2 separate regions of the Hordeum vulgare genome follow, and region 2 is linked to region 1. The links are chromatin contacts, called in public Hi-C maps. All regions are on one chromosome and are shown on one strand. The core of a region is the stretch at or near the end of the contact, and the rest is flanking DNA. Distances in the headings are between cores, read along the strand shown.

What was found. Hi-C and Micro-C count contacts between places; a contact is called where the count stands out from the background.
Region 2: a contact with region 1 is called in a Hi-C map of seedling, with 3 times the contacts expected there. The contact joins the promoter of LOC123425344 here to the promoter of LOC123425335 in region 1. A contact is called at or near these places in 3 of 6 Hi-C or Micro-C datasets (leaf and seedling) and 1 of 1 datasets of contacts at active chromatin or transcription factors (embryo).

The regions. Positions count from the first base shown.
Region 1 is chr1H:81,493,972-81,498,156 of MorexV3_pseudomolecules_assembly, forward strand. It overlaps LOC123425335 (cullin-1), which reads right to left and starts at 2,005. Exons shown (of 18, transcript XM_045109020.1): 1 at 1,698-2,005; 2 at 1,507-1,606. The coding sequence starts at 1,837.
Region 2 is chr1H:82,026,176-82,030,360 of MorexV3_pseudomolecules_assembly, forward strand. It overlaps LOC123425344 (probable serine/threonine-protein phosphatase 2A regulatory subunit B'' subunit TON2), which reads left to right and starts at 2,340. Exons shown (of 12, transcript XM_045109031.1): 1 at 2,340-2,599; 2 at 3,164-3,255; 3 at 3,489-3,551; 4 at 3,636-3,734; 5 at 4,073-4,185. The coding sequence starts at 2,434.

The sequences.
Region 1 (4,185 bases), core at 755-3,254:
CTTCATTCGCACAGAAGTGTGTATCATGCATGAGATTCAAGATAATCTCCAGGTTGTACTTTGTGATGATGTTAAAATCCCCTACTAGTTAGCGTAAAAGCATCATGCATAGCTCCTGGTCCCACTATTTCAATCTATAAGGGGTATTTGGTGCGTCACGGAACATTAAAGATGTTATCAGACAAAGAGAATAGAAAGAAGCTATGGCTTTAATGTCCCTGATATGCTATGCGCCTATATATATATCAAGAACAAGTGAGAGAATGTTAGTGTAAGCATCAATAAATGACGAAGAGAGAGGGGAAGTTAAGTGAGACCCGAAAGAGAACACTATCATTGAATTTCTACAGCATATATGGACATTCTAATTTCCAATGTTCAAAAAAGCGGAAAGCGTAAGCGAAGCGGAAGGCCATAGTTTAGAGCAATGGACGCTTAAGCGCAGCTTAACCGCACTTAAGCGTTTTTTGAATTGGCTAGAATTTGACAGATTTTGAATAATATACACAGGAAAATAGGAAATATGGCACATGTGTAATTGAATGGCCATCTAAAATACAGTTCACACCATAGCAAATACACATTAAGTTCACATGGCAAGCAAAATAACAACTAAAATGCAGTTCAGTTCAAATAGTCATAGCCTAATAGAGATCATGTGGCCATAATTTTGCTAGCATATGAAGGAAATAGTTCCCAAGCAGAGCCTAATAATAAGGTAAATGGGATATTGCCATTATTGCGCAAGCAGAGAAGCAAAAGTAGTTCAAAAACAGTCAAATTATGGCCAAATTTAAAAAAAAACCCGCTTAATCTACCCCTTAGGGCAAAAGCGAAGCGCTTTACCATCGCTCAGCGCTTAAGCGTTGCTTAAAAACGCTTTCTTGAACACTGCTAATTTCATAGGCAGCTCCTGATTCTGGCCTCATTTGGCATTCCCTCTCTCCCTTGCATTTATGAGTACCCATTTCAGCTAGTCATTCTCTTGCTACCAAGACACTGATAGCAGGAAAACTAGAGACATTTCCGTGTGACATTATATTGGTCTAAAGCTCCTTAGGTCCTATTTGGAACATGGGAATTCGACATGTACCCTATAGAAACATTACAGTATCATGCAAAATTTTCTTGATCCAATGATGCACCCCTAATACTCTCTTCCTCCGGTGCTGCACCCCTACTGCATACTACTTTTGTTTCGAACGTAGGTTGCAGGGCACAAATGTATCCACTATACTACTTTGGTACACCCACAACCTACATCCAAACAAAGACAGAGCAGACGCATACTGCATATAACAAAACCAGTCCGTTTATAGTATCCATAGTCACACAGGCGAAGGCAATTATCATCGCGCGCACCAGTCCTGCACCGCTCCCAGCTCTAGCAGCCGCGTGCACGTCAAAACTTAAATGCCCACACACCGCACGCTGCTCCTCCAATCCCGCAGCTAAAATTAACGGGGCACCAGCCACAATCAGCACACGGAAGACCCTGCTGCTCACCATGGAGGAGATGTACTCCTCGAAGGACTCGCGGTACTTGTCGTAGAGCTGCTGCGAGTAGTCGTGCGGGGGCTTCTGCGTGCACATGTTGTATATCGTCCTGCGCGAGAAAGCAGAGCGGCCACGGCGAAAATCAGATCAGGCCGCGGACGGGAGGCGGAATTCGGGGGCAGGGGGAGGAGGTACCGTACGTGTAGAGCATCATGTAGTCCTCGGAGCTGAACTGCGGCTCCGGCTTGCCCTCGAGGATGTTCTTGAGCTTGGTGATGCCCTTCTGCATGAAGGCCCAGCCCTCCTCCAGATCGACGGTCTTCCGCTCGTGCGTCGTCATCGCCGCCGCCGCGGCCGTCGGATCGGGGCGGGGGGGCTCGCCGGAACCCTAGCTCGTGTCGGGTCGCGTCGTCGCCCCTCTCCTGCGTGGGAAAGGGAAATGGGAGGACGAGGAGAGAGGGGAAAGCGGGTCGGGGCGTTCCGGTGCCCGATCTAGCGTGGCGGAATGCCGAAACAGGGGAGGGAGGGGAGGGGGGATGGATGGTCGCCGCCACTGCCAGCTCTTTCCGTTACTTTGGCACATGGCTGCCCTGCTGATGGCTGATGGCGTGTCCACTTCACAGATAAGCTTAAGATAATAACTGAAAAGTCAGAAACTTACAGAGTGTAATATGCCAACAACTCATATTTGCTGCAGTCAGCGAAACACGTGATTTGTAAATTATGACGACCAAAGCGAGTAGAACGTCGGAAATCCCTTTTGGAGCTCGGGCTCGAGTGAGGCCTTCAAATTCAAATTTGAAATTTCATCAAAATTCATATTTTTACATTTTAGAAAATTCTGAAAAAAATACAGATATACATTAAGACATAACACACATGTGTGCAAACTTTTAGTTCAAAATACATTGAAATGAGGGCTATGAAAAAAAGACAAATCTGGGGTTGTCCTCCCAGACCATGAATTTGTCTTTTTTGCACAGGTCGCTACTCAAGGTATTTCATCATGAATTTTTACACACATGTAGGTTACATCCTTACATACACGCATATTTTTTTCAGAATTTTTTGAACCATAAAAATTTAAATCTGAATTTTTCAAAATTAAAGGCCTTCATGGAGCTTGACCTCCAAAACGCCTCTCTCGTAGAACATGACCTTTATTTACGTAAAAAATACATGATTTTTTAAGGGTAAATCCTATATTCATCAACTGTCAAAATTCTCTATCTCTGCTCCTAAAGGGGCAGTTGGTAGCCGGCGTTCACCGGTCTTTTTTCATCCACCGTTTCTTGTTTTTTTTTTCGTCATCGGTTTTTTTTCGTCCATCGTCCCACCACTACTTGGTTTTTTTCGTCATCGGTCTTTTTCCATCCATCGTCCCATAACTACTTGATTTTTTTCGTCATCGTCCCACCAAAGAAAATCAGCCCCTCGCTACCAAAGAAAACTAGCCCCTCGCTACAAGATTTTACACATCGCACGCGAAAAAAAAATCAGTCCTCAATCGCATCTCACCGCCGCTGTCGCAATACACGATCGCACATCGGTGTCCTTACGCCGCCGTCATCATCATCCCCGAGGGAATCCACCAGCGCGACGCCGTCGTCGTCGCCGAGGGAATCCAACGACGCTCGCGGATCTTCTAGGCCGTCACCGTCATCGTCGTCGAGGGAATCGACCAGCGCGCCGTTGTCGCGCGTCGCCGTCATCGTGACCGAGGGAATACACCAACGCTCGTGGATCTTCTAGGACGTCAGGGATCTTCAGGAGAGGGGCATCACCCCATTGAGGTTTCACGGATCTTCTAGGCCACCAGGTTCTACTCCTTCGACATGGTCCATGAGTACCCGCACAACCCCAGCGCCTTCACCTAGGTCCCCGCGCACGCTCCTCTCCCTCCTGATCTGGTTCGCTCCTCTGCCATGGGGAATTTCTTCCTTGCCATTTTTCTCAGATCGTGTGGTCTCTTCCTGGCAGGGCCTCTTGTACGGGGGAAACAACACTCTCTTCGAGTCCATCGACCTCTATCACCAGGTAACGTCAATGCGGACCGATCTCTTCATGTGGATTTCGGTTCTTGCATCTCAGTCAGGACCCAAGAATCTGCTGCTCCAGTTTAGCTTGACAACAAAATCCGTGCTTCACTTAAATTATTATTATTGGCATGCCAAGGAATGAATACTTCCTTGGTTGTCTTCTCACAATTAATTACGTGAAGTGGAAAGAAACAGTTAGTAGCAGACCTGATGTCACTGTTATGGATTTATTTTGAGTTTGAAAGGTACATTTGTTTTTATTCACTTGCTTTTATGGAACCAGTTCTGTAAAGCACTAACTAAATGCTTCTAATTTTGTTTATGAGCAGTCGTCGGTCCGAAAGGTTGATCTTCAAACTGGAAAAGTACGTTAATTACTCTACTTTCCATATATGACATTGCACGCTTTATATTTCCAGCAATGGATGACATACTCTACACCAAATCAATAGTTATTGTTTTGTCATTTTTTAGGTTTTAGACTAGCACCAAATGGACAGGCAGATGTTCGGGGAAGGCCTATCGCTTCTCGGGGACAGGTAGACATACCTCGACTATACCTAACGATAGAAATCCTTTTTTTAATAGGAATATGGTGGCTTTGTTTGCTTCTGTGGTCCTGTTAAGTCACATTTCATTTGTTTTAAAT
Region 2 (4,185 bases), core at 1,090-3,589, 530 kb after region 1:
ATCTTCCTCCCGTGGGTTCGATACCCAGAGTCACCTTTGGGGACATGGGTGTGGGATACCCTTTTACATTTCAATAGATCAATAAAAAGGAGATATCAACGATGGTCAAGGGCTTGATGAAATGCCTACTAGGTACAAAAAACTTCTCTTCCATTTCTTCATATAAATTTTGCGGTGATTGTTGGTGGCCGATGGATGATGGAGTTTATTGATGTTGTTGTCGTAGTGCGGAGATTAACACGACATATTTCTTGGCATATTTGGAGTTGTCTCATACGTTTGGCCTTGAGGATCTCAATTATGATTTGGTGTTCGATTATCAACTGACCCAAGAAGAGGCCGAGCTAGAGAGGGTTAGGACTCAGAGTCTACAACCAAGTTGAAGATCTTGCTTTGTGCGATGCTTGGATGAACATCTCCATGGATGCAAACAGTTGGAACAGACCGATCCAAGGACCACTTTTGGGAGAGAATCGCGGGGGTACTATAACAACTCCATGGATGTCACATCAAGCCGCACCCAAGGCTCACTCGAGCATCATTGGGGCACCATCCAAGACCAATGCAACCGATGGTCCGGTTGCATTGATCAAGTGAACCATGCACCACCAAGAGTTGTGTCGGTCATGAATTTTGGTCCTATCATTCAAGAGCTCTTTAAACGAAGAAACAAGAAGTTTGGCCACAAGCCATTCCATTGTATCATTGCTACAAAAGTGTTATGTACCAATAGGAAGTGGATTTGGAGACTTGGGGAGACCACTTCAAAGATAACAAGATTGAGCATTCCCGTCGAGCAAGAGGATAAAGAGGCCAACAAGAGACTGGATGACAACAAAATTGCAAAAGAGAGAAAGAGGAGAGATGCATTCGGTGGCATATACAAAGAACTCGTGGACACGATTGAGGCCAAGAAAGTGTTGGCAGCCAAATGCAAAGAAGAGAAGACGACGAGATGGAACGAACTCAAAATGTTGGAGGACGAGAAATGAAAATCCAAGTTGACGGCTGAAGAGAGAAAGTTGAAGGCGTAGGAGCGTAGGCTTGCACTTGAGGAAGATAGGCTTCGAGATGCCAAGATAGCAGAGGATCGTGTTATCATGTTCATGAATCCGACCACAATCGATGACACCACAATAAGAAAATTGGAAGCTCACTCGTGGAGAGATCATGACCCAAGCGGATGTATCTCTTCAGAATGGTGGTGATAGTGGTGGCCGAGTGGATGGATGGTGGTGGTGGTGATGTTGGTCGAGAGGATGGTGGTGGTGATGTTGGTCGAGAGGATGGTGGTGGTGGTGGTGGTGATGGTCGCTTTGTGCATGGTGGGGGCAGTGGTGATTTCTTTGGCATGGTCAGTGTTTGAGTTCGTGCATGCCATTGGTTGGCCTCAATCCATAACATAAAACATGTTACGCTGTGGTGATTTTGGATCGAACTTGATCGGTGAAGTGATGCATTCTGGATGAACTATGCATATTTTAATTCAATAATCTTAATCTGTGAAATTATATGCTCGTTAACGGTTTATATTTTGTACATGTTTATCTTCAGATATTTGAATCATTGATGATTGCTATGCAATTGGTTGAAGTTCATGCTGCTAGGCTAAAAGAATTAAGGATTTGTCTAATCCATTAGATTTTAAAAGTTCTGCTAAGTCTGGTCATCTTTACTAGAGTAATTTTTTATCCCACTATCACTATTCAACGATTTACTCCTCTATTTTTAGGGATCAACTAGAGATGCTTTTAGTACTCCCTCTCTAAACTAATATAAGAGTGTTTAGATCTAAATGCTTTTATATTAATTTACGGAGGAAGTAGATGCTAGCTATTTATATATAATATAATGCAAGAACTAATTTTTTAAGTACTATATTTTGTTTAGATTTATTTTATGAATACGAATTTTAAATTAATAATGTAATAATTAAAGTTAAAATACATATGATTTACTATCTTTAATTATTGAGTTGAATCTTCCTCATGCATATTTGCATGTTGGGCTGCCTTCTTTTCATGCATGTGTGCATGTTAAAAGAAATATGCTAGTGAATGATAAAAATCCTCTATTAATAAGTTATTACCATCCGAGTACAATCAAAGATTTTTATGATAAAACATTTTTTTTTAGAGAAAGCAACTGATTCTACATGTTTTTGACACTTGGGCAGTACCTAAGCTATTCTTAATAGAGACGAAGAAACAAAATCACACCTATAACGGCCGAGAAAGCAAAACCATAATTTCCAAATACACTTCATATTCGTCGAATTCAAAAAGTAACCATCACGGCTAGGTACAATAAACACACTGCTTTGCCATTTTGTCTCCCCGAGGCGCAAACGGGACCGCGTCAGACCACCAACCCGACAACAAGCTACAGTCACACGCGCACGCTCCGATCCGGCCTCCTCCCGCCTCGACCCCGATGAGCACCGCCTCCGCCGACGTCGGGGACGCCGGCGATGGCGCATCCTCCGCCGCGGCAGCGCCCGCTGGCAGGCGGATCCCGCCGGCCTCCTCCATGCCGTGGGTCCGCAACCTCCGCCGCTTCGTCGGCACGGGCGCTGGCCTCGGATCCGAGGCCCTCATGGGTCAGTGCCTCTTCCCTCCCCGCCCCCTTCCGGCCACCACCCTTGCGGAGCTGTGGTGCTAGTCTAGGCTAGGCATGGTTGGAATTTCGCGCTTCGTCTTCCGGAATGGCGGTAGGATTAGGGTTTACTGGGTCTCGTTCGAACCGGCGGCTACGAGATTGGGTGAGGTTATGGTGCCTGGTGTTACACGATAGCGTTCGAGTTACGAGGATGAGATCTCCGTGCCTCAGGTTGCGAGGCATCGTAATGCGTTGGGTGCGTGCGTGAAAGTACATGGGGAAAAATGGTCGCCCATAACTTGCAGCCGGTGATTTGGGTTGAGAAAGGGTGGTATTCCATCATAAAGCCAGGAGGTCTTCTTGGATTTGACTAGGGAAGGAGTATCTGTTATGATTTGAGAAGGTTACACCGTAACAAATGTCAGTCATGTGCTGTTGTCGCTTGCTATTTTAGTGTGTCATTATTGGGTGCCGGGGCAGTCCTAATTAGCTTGTCTGCTTCAGTTGATCAGCATTTGCATTTTCCATGTGGCATCACTGATCTGTTTAAACCAACAACTTGCAGAATTGGAAACGAAAAGGATATTGCTTGAGATTTTTAAGGAGAGGCAGCGAAAGAGCGCTGAAGCTGGTTCCATCCCAAGTTTTTACAAGAAGGTGAAGCAACTTGGTTTAGTTTCTCTGGACACAGGACTTCTTGTTCTTATATGCCATGATAAAAGTTGCAGTTTATCCAAAATATGTAACAGTGCTAGTTGCTTGCATCAGAGATAGTAAGTAGCATCAGAGATGATTAGTAGCAATGCCACCCATTTTGGATTCCACATTGCATCACGGGACTAGGCGACTTGTCAATATGTGATGATACTAATGTTTCGTTTTTTGTACAGAAACCTGAAGATGGATCTATTAGCAATAGAGTTCAGAGGTTGGCAAAATACAGGTTTCTAAAGGTAAACTGAGCATGAGCTGGCTGCTTGAGCATTTAACCACCTTATGATTTAGGCCTTACGAGAGCTATTACAAACAAATTGCAGAAACAATCAGAACTTCTACTTAATGCTGATGATCTCGATGCCATGTGGGTTTGTCTCAGAGAAAATTGTGTTATTGACGATGCTACCGGTGCTGAAAAGGTAAGGTCATAGCCTGGTGCCCGTGTTTTGCACCACATTCAGATATATTCAATTTTGCACTGTTGACTTGCTTCCCCCTAATGTTATCTGACTTCTGTAGATAATGGTATTCATGCCATGAGATATACAATGAGCACAGCTAAAATGGAAATATTTCTCATGTTGTATCTAATAGCAGTCATTGGTTCTAGTTTGTTGTTGCATGTTTGAATTTCTGTGCATATATAATATACTCCTTGACATAATTGTGCATTCATTTGTGTTCATTCTAATGTTCATGTGGAAGGTTCATGCTATTATACTTCTCATTCAGTTCTTTTTTTTCTGGAGCACTGCAGATGAATTATGAAGATTTCTGCCATATTGCTACAGTGTGCACAGAGCAAATTGGCCAGAAATGCAAACGCTTCTTTAGCCCTTCGAACTTCATGAAGTTTGAGAAGGATGATTC